Regions from separate parts of the Oryzias latipes genome. Here region 1 is linked to region 2. The links are chromatin contacts, called in public Hi-C maps. All regions are on one chromosome and are shown on one strand. The core of a region is the stretch at or near the end of the contact, and the rest is flanking DNA. Distances in the headings are between cores, read along the strand shown. Region 1 holds the start of furin. Region 2 holds the start of polg (DNA polymerase subunit gamma-1).

What was found. Hi-C and Micro-C count contacts between places; a contact is called where the count stands out from the background.
Region 1: a contact with region 2 is called in a Hi-C map of fibroblasts, with 2.4 times the contacts expected there. The contact joins the promoter of furin here to the promoter of polg in region 2. A contact is called at or near these places in 4 of 5 Hi-C or Micro-C datasets (embryo, fibroblasts and gastrula embryo).

Annotation. Positions count from the first base shown.
Region 1 is chr6:22,243,782-22,249,919 of ASM223467v1, forward strand. It overlaps furin, which reads right to left and starts at 2,944. Exons shown (of 17, transcript XR_002290424.2): 1 at 2,436-2,944. LOC101158604 (1-aminocyclopropane-1-carboxylate synthase-like protein 1) reads left to right here and starts at 3,182. Exons shown (of 15, transcript XM_004070098.4): 1 at 3,182-4,507; 2 at 4,595-5,295; 3 at 5,384-5,443; 4 at 5,975-6,045. The coding sequence starts at 3,865.
Region 2 is chr6:22,061,537-22,067,956 of ASM223467v1, forward strand. It overlaps polg (DNA polymerase subunit gamma-1), which reads right to left and starts at 4,940. Exons shown (of 23, transcript XM_020704135.2): 1 at 4,852-4,940; 2 at 1-458. The coding sequence starts at 432. LOC101167614 (Golgi apparatus membrane protein TVP23 homolog A) reads left to right here and starts at 927. Exons shown (of 6, transcript XM_011476292.2): 1 at 927-1,008; 2 at 5,490-5,634; 3 at 5,745-5,834; 4 at 5,906-6,028; 5 at 6,161-6,289; 6 at 6,370-6,420. The coding sequence starts at 977. The coding sequence ends at 6,396.

The sequences.
Region 1 (6,138 bases), core at 1,694-4,193, 180 kb after region 2:
CAATCACATGGCAGCAACTCAATGCATTTAGGCATGTAGACATGGTCAAGACGATCTGCTGCAGTTCCAACTGAGCATCAAAATGGGGAAGAAAAGTAACTTTGGCATGGAATGGTTATTGGTCCAGACGGACTGGTCTAAATATTTCAGAAACTGCTGAACTACTGGGATTTTCACACAAAACTATCTAGAGTTTAGAGAGAATGGTCCGAAAAAATACAAAATATCCAGTAAGCGGCAGTTCTGTGGGCAGAAATGCCTTGTTGATGCCAAAGGTCAGATGAAAATGCCCAAACTAGGGCTGGGTTGATAAAATCAATTAATCGACCAGAATCGATCCAAGTTTAAATAACCAATAACAGATCCATAAAATTAGAGATCAATCTTTTATGCCTTTCCTATTGGTGATACCCAGCCCTAGGCCAAACTGGTTCCAGCTGATAGAAAGGCACCAGTAACTCAAATAACTACTCAATACGACAGCGGTCTGCAGAAAAGCATCTCTGAACCCACAACACGTCCATATTTGAGGCAGATGGGCTACAGCCGCAGACGACCACACCGGTGCCACTTCTGTCAGCTAAGGACAGGAAACTGAGGCTACAATATACACAGACTCACAAAAATTGTACAATAGAAGATTGGAAAAATGTTGTCTGATCTGTTGTGTCTCCGTTTCTGCTGCCACATGGCAGAGTCACAATTTGATGTCAACAGCATGACCGCTTGGACTGTACTTAATTTTTTTAAGGTATTAATTATTACTTGGAGAAGAAAAACTGTCTGTTCCATATTTCAGCCTTGTAGGTTAAAAGCCAAACAACTCAGTAAACATTTGGTTAGCTTCTGTTGCACGATTATAACTATGATGGCGTGTGGTTTGATGGACTTCATGGGGCTGTGCAAACAACTTGCATCGGTGATGACGAGCGCACGAAGCTGTGTGACAGACCACATGCAGCACTCTGGCTCTATTTTAGGCAGCCCATCAGCTAAATCAACACCCACCATGTGCTCTGGCCTGCCCTCTCCCTGAAAACCAAAAGCACACAACCGCCCAGCAGCATTAACACAGCACCACTGACAGCCAAGCATCCTCTACAGAGCCCAAAAAATGCTCCAAGTTAAATTGTAATTGGAAAAGCAGAGACACAAGCGCACCCGAGAGCCGGACGTCCAACGCTGCCCACCGATCACCCAGACGTTTACCCCCAAAGTGAGCCATTAAAACCCTAACCCCCTTAATTACCACTATGTTTCAAGGGGGGGGGCAGTAATGAAATAAATAATGTTCTATAGACATTTTCAGCAAAATCCTTCAACAAACTTTAAATGGATCCAGAAAAGTCAGTGGCCTAGTTTCCAGAGAGCCTATACTGTTGGCGAATTTGCCGTCACCTTTTTCGCCTCCCCAGCAATCCTGTTTTCTTCTAATAAAGCCTTTCTCCACAGAGCTTGTGGCAGAAAAACTATCCAAACTGATTAACTGAGCGCCTGTGAGGACAAACCACCTGAAATGGAAAGTCTTTCCACTCAAGAGCAAGAACAAAAAGCTTGTGACGGCTTTGACCCTGATCAAATTATATACCCAACAACGGCAGCGAGAAAAATTTTCCTCCAATAAAGTCCATTTTAAATAGAACAAAAAGCTGTAATAAAGTTAAAGGATGCTTCTATCCTAGCTGAGACAGGTGACCTTGACCTCCGCTGACATAAATGTGAGTAAGAAAGTAGCTGTTTATCCCCTAAAAGCAGTAGAACATGTGGAAAATTATTTTCGGTGGTTGCATTTTATTGTATCAAAGTGGGTAATCATGATCCAGAAGGCAAAAAAAGGCAGAGGGAAGAAGAATAGTGTAGAGCTGGGTCTAAACAATTTCTTCCTCGCCTGAGGAGCAGCACTAACTGAAATATATTACAGCAATTCGCGCCGAAGAGTGAGAGTAAAAAATAAATAAAGACAACTTGATGAAGGTTTATCTGATTAAAGCTCCAGCGTGAGCATGTAAGAACAAAGGGATGTGTAGACAGAGAGGTGAGAAACACAAAATGTAGAAATAATTGAATTATGGCTTTTATTGTGAAAAACAAAAACAATTGAAAAATATTGAATTGCGACTTCTTTGTGTGGGAAAAAGAAAAAATACTTTAAATACAAAAGTTTACAACATTTTTTTTTTTTACTTTAAGGGCTCAAATAAAATAATAATAATAATATTAAAGAAAAACTAATGTCGCTAAGACAATTTTTATGCAATAATAGAAAAACGTTAAAACTAATAAAATCACGATTGAAATTTTTTGTTATTAAAAACAAAAACAATAAAATATTAAAAGCTTTTTAAAATTCACTAGTTTACCCCTGCTCTCCCTTACTAACCAATTCAGCTGTTTAAACTCTTAAATTAAGGAAATGAAGAAAGCCGTTGACTTACCTCAAAAAGTCAGACACGAGCGAGCACCGAGGCGTCATGCCTCCACGTCTTCTTCATCCTCTCGCTCCGGGCGGAGACTCCCCTTTCTCCTGCTTCTCAACTTCACATGAAACCTTTCGCCGGTCGTCCTTTACTCCCTCCAGCAGACGAGTTACACCGCCACGCGCTGCCACCCATTTCAATTTTTCTTTTTTTTTCTCCCCCTAAAAACTAAAAGTGCAGCATTAAACTATTCCTTCTTGAATTATTATTCGCCACCAACTTGCCACATCCATCATGGTTATAATATAATATTGTAGCGTTTTTAACTCCATCCGGGATTTTCTTTTTTAATGTTAAGAGTTTCCCCGAGCTGTTTTTCGCCGCATCTTAGCCTCATTATCAACGCGGGTGAAATGAATTAACGGCTAAAAAAAGAAAATCGGGTGAAATTATAGACAACAGCCACTACAATGTAGCAGGTTCACTATTGGTTGGAGATGACAACAAAGTGCTACAAACCTATTTCTCCAGGAAGTACGTCACGTTTGGAGCCAACTAGATTAAGGTGAATGCTTGATTTGTTGCACTGTACTCGCAAGGAGGGCGGCTCGAATTTTTTTTCTTGAAGCAACTTAGCATGGTGTTAAACGTAAACCGTCCACATATTATTTATTTGATAAACTCTTAGGGGCTTCAAAGTCATATTTTTGTTACGATATATATTTTTGTGCTGGTTTTATTCTTGAGTGAGGGTTTTCCACCATGAAATGTTGTTACAAATTCCGGGAGACACTTGTGTACAAAGTACGCATACGCATAATGCCGAGCTTTCAGTTTATGAGGAATTTTTTGTTGTGTGTGACCGCCATCTTGTGGACAAGCAATGAACTTACAGAGGTGCGTGAAAAAGGGAGTTTTGTACGGTAGAGGGGGCCATAACGCTGGTTTGCCGTGGCTTTATGTACCCCGGTACAGCTTGGTACACAGAAGGGAGAGCCAGTCCGCTTACAGCGTCTCCCTACGTTGACTCGGGCCAAAGTTATCCCGGAATAGGGACAGCACGCATGTGCCGTAAACCCGGATGTAGATATTTCTGTGCGCGTTCGGTCCTCGTTTCTCCCAAGTTGAGACACATTTAGTGCATTATAAATGTCCAACACGCACTCAGCTGGACTGAACCTCTGCGTGTTGTAGTGAGTGACCAGACAGTTTTATGAACATGTGACACCTGCGTGGATGAGGGTGTCGGTCCCGCACGAGGAGCTGCACCTTTGATATAACGCAGAAAAGGGAGAAAAAGTGGGTACAACACGTGCACGACTTTATGTTTTTCTTGTTTTATTCACGCATTGTAGATCAGAAAATAGTCTGGATTCTCTCGAAGTTGAAGTAGAGATCTTCTCTTCTCGCGTGCTTCTTTCTGAGGACCTTTAACTTAACACGCACGATGGACTTTCGCGGGAGAAGACACGAGAGAGGCAGCAACTGGACCGACCCGGAGATCGTTGAGCTGCTCCAGCTGTGGTCCGACGAGTCGGTCCAGGTGGAGCTGGAGAGCTCCCTGCGCAATCAGCGCGTGTTTGACCGCATCGCGCACATTTTGCGCGAAAAGGGCATTTACCGCACAGGCGACCAGTGCAGGGAGAAGATCAAAAAGATGAAGCTGGAGTACCGGCGCATCAAGGACAACCACAAAATGAGGACCTGGAAGTTCTATGACGTGATGGACAGGGTCCTGGCGAACCGGCCGGCCATCACCTACTCCTCCCTGGGTGGAGCTGTCATAGCCCAGCAGGTGTTTCAGAGCTCAGGGGGGTCTGAGGCCTTCATGCAGGGGGGAGCTCCAGCCAGCTCTTTTGGGCCCGCCTCAGCAGGTGGGTTTTTATTCGGCCAGCCCCCCAAAACTGGAGATCCGCTGGATATTAAGTGTGAAGATGCTGAGGAGAGTTTGCTGAACTCAGGTGGTGCACCCCCAGAGATGTACTACGCCTCTGGGGAGGAGCAGGAAACTGATGGACAGTGTTTGTTGGAACCAGAGTACACCATGGGTCAGCCTGAGAGCTCGGCCAACACAAGAGCCTCACCCTCAGGTGGTTACACTCAATACTCATTTATGTTGATGTCGCAACATGATACACGGTTTTGTGTAATATATTCATTTGTTTTTATATTTGCAGGTTTCAGTGACCCGAACCTTGGAGGCTCTGCAGCAGCTGGAGGTGCAGGTGTGATGCAAAACACTCCAGAGGAGCCAGATAAGGATATTTCCCACGCTGCTCACTCCACGAGGCACAGGAAGCGCAGACGGGGCGGCAAAGCATCATGGGTCCACGGGAGCAGCCGACTGGGCGGTCAGGGGAGCTTGGATAAAGTGCTCACCAGCTTCTTGAGCTGGCAGCAGTCTGCAGAGGAGCGCCTGCTCTCCCTGGAGGAGGCGAGGCTGGAGCGAGAGTTCCAGGCCGAGGAGCGCAGGGAGCAGCGGGAGGAGAGGAGGGCGGAACAGGAGCGGCAGCATGAGCTCAGACTGTTCAGCATGCTCACGGGGGCACTGCTCTCCGTCCGGCCGGCCGCTCCTGCCGGAGCATCCCCCGCAGACCCCTCCCCGTCATCTTCTGTCGCCCCCTCCGCGTCGTCCTCTCTATCGCAGTCACTCGCCGACGCCCTGCCCACCAGGAAGACGGAAAAGTCACCACCCACATCTGTCACCACCTCCAAAATGTCACCCAGCGTCTTAGCAGCAGTGGAAGCTACAGCTCCTCGTGGGCCTAGTGTCTACTTGTCCAACCGTGGTAACAGCATCCTGCAGCACCAGGGCATTCTGCAGGAGGGTTTTGCCCAGTATGGAATGAACAAACACCACGACTCCCACAACCCCGATGTAAGTCAGTGTAAAATATCAATCTCAGTAGTTAAAAGAAAAGAAAAATCTGTACAAGCTATTCACTAGCTCCTTCTCCTTTACCCAGGGTATCCTCAACTTGGGCACCAGTGAGAACAAACTCTGCTTTGATCTCCTCCACACACGCGTAAGATAAATCTCACAGTCGCATGGGGGGCAGAACAGCCAACAGCTGTGGAAATTCTTTAAAAATTAATACGCATCGAGCAGACTTATTCCTGTGCAATAAAACATGTGTAAGCATTCAGATGACAAGACGCCATAATGAAGTTACATGCCAGTAAAAGACAAATAGGGAGAAACAGGTTGCATGACTTTAAGAGGAAGCCTCTCCGCTTTATTTACAGCCGAAGCCATACATCATTTTCTGTGGTTGCCTCTGTGCACAGAGCTTCAGCCTCGCAGAACAATTGTTCGGTGGTATGTGAGGACAAGCAATTAAAGCCTCAGTGATTTATGACACAGAGCGACACACAAACTTGTGTCCATCACAAACAGGACACACAAAAAACATTCAGACCAACATTTGTGGATGAAAAAACAGGGATCGCACTATTTTAAATCATTTGTAACGCGCAGCAGATTAAACATCTCTGCAACATAAAATGAAACTGTTTTTCTTGAAAATATTTCTGTTCTTTTTTTTATGCTTCTGCAGTTGACCAAGCCTGACATGCTCCATGTTGACCCCTCCATGTTGCAGTATCCGGATTGGACAGGACACGCTTTGTGAGACATTTCAAATGCCATTTATTTTATTTATTAGCGATGTAATCGATAAATTGGTTTATTTTCCTACGATCCAACCAGATCGATCTGTCT
Region 2 (6,420 bases), core at 3,690-6,189:
CTCCCAACTCCACTCCTGAGGCATGGATGGCAGCTCCGCCTGGAGCAGCTTGGTGACAGCTTCAAGGTAAGGAAGGCTCTGCTTCTCAGCCAAAATGCGGAAGTGCTCGTCGATGTTTTTGCCATACATTTGGGGGAGTTTAAGCTCAACGTCAGGCAACAGGGACGTTTCCTTCCCCCACAGCTGGTGCTTCTGCAAGTGCTTTATGCTGCGCTCAACAGCCTCCTCACTGTACTCTGGCACTACCCCACGGAAGATCTGCTCATGGAGATTTTTTGACAGCATCTGAATTTTGAGGGGGTTCAAACGGGTCTCAACAGAGTCCTCGCCCTGGATGGAGTGAGGTTTGGTGGAGAAGCAATATTGTGGATTCCTCCATCGAAGAGAGAACAGAGTCCTCTGCAGAGAGCAGCGTAATAATAAAGACTGCATCACCACATGAGGATTTCTCAACAGAGCTGGAAGATAAAGATAAAACAAGAAACACTTCTTACTTTTCTTTACAATCAATAACAACAAACAAGAGGTTTAAGTGAAAAAAAGAACTACAGAGCTATTTTCCTTTTCTGATCATCATGTGTCCTCTTGACAACTAACGTTTAGCACGTCTAACTAAAAGTTATGTTCTAATATAGGAAGGGTTGTAAAAATAAAAAAGATAAAAAGTTACCGTAGTTTTGCAGGTTTTTGTAGCTGCTGCACCACCAAACACGTGAATGTTTTGTGAACACTAAAACTTGCACATGCTAACTTTGAAAACAGAGTAAACGTTTATTTTCTGTGCCGTCTATCTTCTTTATCTTTAATTCCATTTCATTAGTTTTCAGCACGTGCATTTCGTGCTTCCATTAAAAAAATCTTTAAAAGGTAGATTCTGTCCAGTAACTAAACGCATTTGCATGCAGCTACATCAGGAAGTGAGTAGCCTTCACAGACACAGAGCCAAACAATACTGCAGCGACATCACGCGGTCTGGATGATCACAGCATCTGAGGACTGTATAATCAGGTATTTTGTGTTATCTTTTAAATGTTCCATCAAAAATCTTAAACATCGGATCGATTTCCCTACACAACAAACCCATGCGCTCCCTGTCAGTCCACAAAATATATAAGTAGTGAAATACCTAGTCGTAAGTACGGCAATGTGACATTGTCATCGGCCGCGTGGCCCGCGAAGGCCAGCCGTATATACCTGTAACACGGAACAGCCAATCAAATTGCAGCTGCTGCAGCATAGTCAGCCAATCAAACTGTGGCTTGTGTAGCGCTGTCCAAGCTGATGAAATCCTTTGGTCTCCAGTTCGAACCCCGGTTAGAGTGATGTCAGTCAGAAGTTGTGGTATAATAAATGTTTTTGTTAAACTGAATATGACATTTCATAATTATTGTTTTCTACTTCTGTCTTTCCTTGTGCCAAAAAACAGTCATGATCTGTTGCTCATTTCAATTTCAACCATGCTTTATTAAGATATTAACATGCAATAAATAAATAAACAGTATTTAACACAAAGTGTTCAACCACGTATTTACAATTAAAGGGCATTAGGAATTAAATATGCAAAAATTAATACAAGTAATTTAAAGATGTATAATGAATTGAGGTAGAAGTAAATATTGTTGCTTTTTCTATCAAAACTTAACAGTTCAAGAACAAAACTGTAAGAAAATTGTCTTCACATAATAGATTTCACAAACTAAATTACAAATATCTTCACATTGAAGGATAACATCAGGAGTCTCATCATAATCAGTGTGTGACCATGAATGCAGTCTTTAACTCGGTCAAAATATGGCGTGGCAGCAAAATCTGCAAATGGCATCCTGGGGTTGGTAAGGCCTTCTGCTGCATAGATCTGGTGTACTTTTTGAGAGATGTAGAAGTATTTCACATCCCCAGACTGATAAAAGAAATGAACAGAAGATCCATCCTCAAGGTAACAAGGCTGCCCACAAGCAACACAGTTGTGTGTCATCTTTTTCCCTGGTTTCTGCTCTTGTTGCTGCTAAACTACAATCTCCTTCACCGTTTTTTCAACGTCAGTCTTAGTTATAGGAGCTTCTTCTGGTTTAAGCATGAGGGAGAGTCACAACTGGCACAGTAACAGTTTCACTTCCTTGAGTGAGTTCATACCACAGCTGCTGGGTCTTCATAGGTTTTACGGTAAATGATGTTCTGAGGTGGGATTCGCCACAAGGAGATCATATTCATTGCAGGTCTCACAGGTGGACACCCAGGCCACAGTCCTAAGGCTTCCATCTCTGTTTTTATCCAGACCTTCTGCTGGGGAGAGCAGTTCCAGCTGCTGACATCTTGGTCATAGCATGGAAGTGGTGAAGCAGCAGGCGTTGGCTGAAAGTGAGCAGGAGGAGGAGCTGCAGAAAGAGCTGAGGGTCTTCCAACAACTGCTGCAAAAATAACACGAGTTGTTGTTAAATAAAATATTTTCATTAAGTCCAAATGAATACAGTACTTTGAATTTTAGTCAAACTTAATGCACTGACTGTAGGTTTTATCCTGGACACTTTGAGGCAGTTCCAAAGCGAGGAACTCTGGTGGTACTGGCAGAGGAGTCTTCACTGGAGCAAAAGAAACTGATAAAAAAAGACAGTCAGAAACAGACAGGACGCTGCAGCAGAGGAAAGCTGACAAATGATCCTCAACACTCACCTGCATGTGTAGCAGCAGCACAGCTGGACCTCTCAGGCTGGTCTGGATTCAGATAAACACAAATATCCATCACTATTTACAGTTCTTTGTTAGTAATTGTGCAAAACACTCAAAACCATCTAAGAAAACTTGCTTAATAGAACAGGTGTGGTATGAAAATCAATAAATGAATAATTATTTTCCTGTTTTTATATTTTGATTGACCAGGAAAGGGACCATTATGATGTAATAATCCATGTGTAACCACTTTACTCTGACGTGTTAAGGCATGTACTTTTGTTGTAATTCTGCTTTTTAAGACTGGCTTCTTTCAATCATTTTCATACCAAACCCATGCAAATAAAATATTTCTGAATTTACCCTCAATGACGAACAATGAATACTTTCAGCATCACAAAAGCAATCACACAAAACACCTGCATTAGAACAGGCCTGAACGTGGCCAACCAGCAAACAGCAGATAGGAAAAGGTGATCCTGGTTTATGACAGAACCATCAGGTAGCAGCGGCAGCGGCGGCAGCTAGACCTGTACTCAGTGAACCTGAAAGAAAATAAAGCAAACATATGAATATTCTTCTATTTGAACAGACACATTTAAAAGTGCTGAGTGTAAAGAAAGGACTGATCTAAGACTAACATGTAGTCTAATATCAGTTTTTTCAACAACTAGTACTACTATTCTGCATACAGAAACATAATCAACACATGATGCATGTTGGTGCTGCTTACTTGGTTGGGTTGGGATTGTTGGTAAATACGTTGGGCCTGTCATCTTCTTCACTACATGTCCCTGCTCTTTAGTAAAAAAAAATAAGAAAAAAGGTTTGAATTAGATGTAGTAATTAACACTCAGTGTGTACTTGTGTGTGATTTAGTTTTACCTTGGAAAGGGAGGAGTTTGGATAGAGAGACAGAGAGCATCATTATCTCCAACTCTTCATCATCTTCCATTTCTAAGAAAGACACTGAAAAGATGGGAAACATCATTTTTACCATCTTTAATAACGTTTTCATGAACGTCAGCATGAACGTCTAGTCTGCCACAGACCTGGAGGACTAGAAGAAAAGAGGAGCTGAAAAACTCTGAGTCTGAGCCTCTTTCCTCTTCAGGTACTGCTCGAGCAGGAACATATTGCTGCCTGAAACACACTGTTTCATGAGGATAAATGATGCATATCCATGTTCTCTTTTCTCTCAGACATCCCTCCAGGTTTTCTTAGAATGCACACCAAATCCAACCAGCTGGTTGTCCTCACTACTTGTAGGTGGCTCCGCTGATCTTTCAGCTAAATAGTTCCTCAAATCTTTGACTTTGCATATTCCTGCCATACAATATATCTGCATGTATATAATCCATTAAATGCATCATAAAATACTGTAACCCCTGTGATGCATATTAAAAATAGCATAGAAAATGTAATGTAACCCCTGTTCACCTCCACATTACCTTTGGTAAAATGAAAAAGGTTTTGAAAACACACACACAGACACTTAACTGCTCAAAGTTTCTAGTTAGACATTCTTCTTATCCAGCTGTTATCCTCACCGCTGGAGTTTCATGTTCGAAAAATGACGGAAAGAGAAATGTCTTCAAATTAGAAACTTTGTCCTGTATTTTTTTTTTTTACTTACATCAGACTTTAACTTGACTTTAACTTGTTGTGCTCTTGTGTTTTAACAGCGATCGGATCAAATCTGGCCGCAGGATTGTTGTTGTTTTCTCTTCCTGTCTGCTCTTCCTGTAAAATCCTTACTACTAAGGCGATGTGGAAACAGCGCCCCCAAAATCCCGCTAGTGGTGGAAAAGTATATTACATCCGTAGTGTTAAGAACTACCATAGAGAATGAATGAGAAAAGTTAAGAGAGTTAAGCTTAACCATTTTCCGTGGATAAGGCGTCTGACTTCGGATCAGAAGATTGCAGGTTCGAGTCCTGCCGCGGTCGAATTTTTTGCAAGCTTGCGCGTTTTACTTTTTGCGTGTTAATGAAGATGAAACAGTCGCTGTCGATTACACTCAAGACGCTGCGCATGCTTTTGGGCCCGAGATAAAACTGTCCTAACCCTAACTTTTGCTGGTAATTCCTTCATCATTCGCTTGGCTGCAGTGTGTTTACAGTTGTATTTTATCGAACAGTGGATGGCGGACGACACAGTTGAAGTTGAATTGAATTTGGATACCGATGATGAGGAGCAGGAAATCGCTCGGAGAGGAGCCGTCTTCAGGTGTTTGCCGGACAGCTTACAAAGCGACATAAAAATGATCACCAAAACCTCTGTCATTTCAAGCTACTTTATTTTTAATGCCCCAGATTTTTCAAACATTGAATCTGATTAATTTCTTATGTTGAAATTAATGTTCCATTTGAATTGCAAACTGCATGCAGGTGTGCAGAATGATTGTAATCTAAACACACCCAGCATGACTCCTTTTTTCCTGTGATGTCAAGTCAAAACTAAAATATTGGCTTGTATTTCTTTGTTTTTTGGTTATAGTTCTTTAAAAATAATCTTTTTTGCATGAAAGAAAATTACATGTAAAAGTTAAAATGTTTGTAGGGACAGCAGCAATACTGTTTTTAAAGGAAAAATTGTAAAAGTATGACCAAACTAGTCATTATGAGTTTTGTAGAAATTTCTGTGATGCTTTTGTTCTGAATAAAAAGAGTTTCAAAAGCCATTTTTTTTCATCAAAAATGTCCCTTTGTCTCAGTAAAATTCTTTCTGTTGATCCTTTTTGTGCTTTTAGTGGCAAACTTTGATTTTATGCTGAAACCAAATATATTGATGAGCCATTATTTCAACTCCTTTGTCTCCAGGCAGCCCCTGGCCTCATTTCTCCACTTGTTCTTTCGTCTGGTTGCCCTTGTCATGTATCTGCTGTGTGACTGGGATGGCAAGAACTTTGAATCCTGTTTTTTTACCATCATTGGTCTGTTGTCTTTAGACTTTTGGTACGTCAAGGTAAGAAATCATTTTAAAGGCACATTTTGTTTTACTTTTTCCACACACATTTTAGTTCCTTTTTTGTTTGATTTTGCTGATGTGGATTGTTCACAGTCCTGTCGTTTCAGAATGTAAGTGGCCGACTGCTGGTGGGGCTGCACTGGTGGAATCAGATAGACGAGGATGGGAATAGTTTTTGGGTATTTGAGGCCAAAAAAGTAAGTATCATTTTGAAAGAGTTCACGTTAATTTTGAAGGGTTTAACTTTAATGTTTGTGCATTTATTCAGAGATCCCCAAACACTGGGACACAAACAGAAGCAAGAATATTTTGGCTGGGCCTCATCATCTGTCCCCTGATCTGGACAATCTTCTTCTTCACCGCTCTCTTCTCGTTGAAGATTGAATGGCTGGTGAGGCTTGTGCCTGCTCTGCAGATGCATGCATCACATACAACCCAGTCTCATCCCAAAACGTGTAGTACGTTTGTCCACTGGGAAAAACGTAGTAGTCCTACAAATACTGTGGAATAAATCTGCTTGCAGTTACTCGTGATTCCATGCTTTTCCCTCCAAGTGGTCAACCTCCATTGTTATTTGCGCTGTAAAGCTGGAGAACAGAACGGTCAGCTTACATGTCAAAGCTCCAATACACAAGATCTCTTCCTTCAACGTGTGAGTTTCTGCCGTTCACCGTCATTTATCCTCGTTTTATGATGTTGAGAAATGATTTTTTTTTTACCAACCTTATTTAGCCGAACATCCTTTTTGGATTCCTGTGAAAACCTTCTGCTGCATTTGGACCA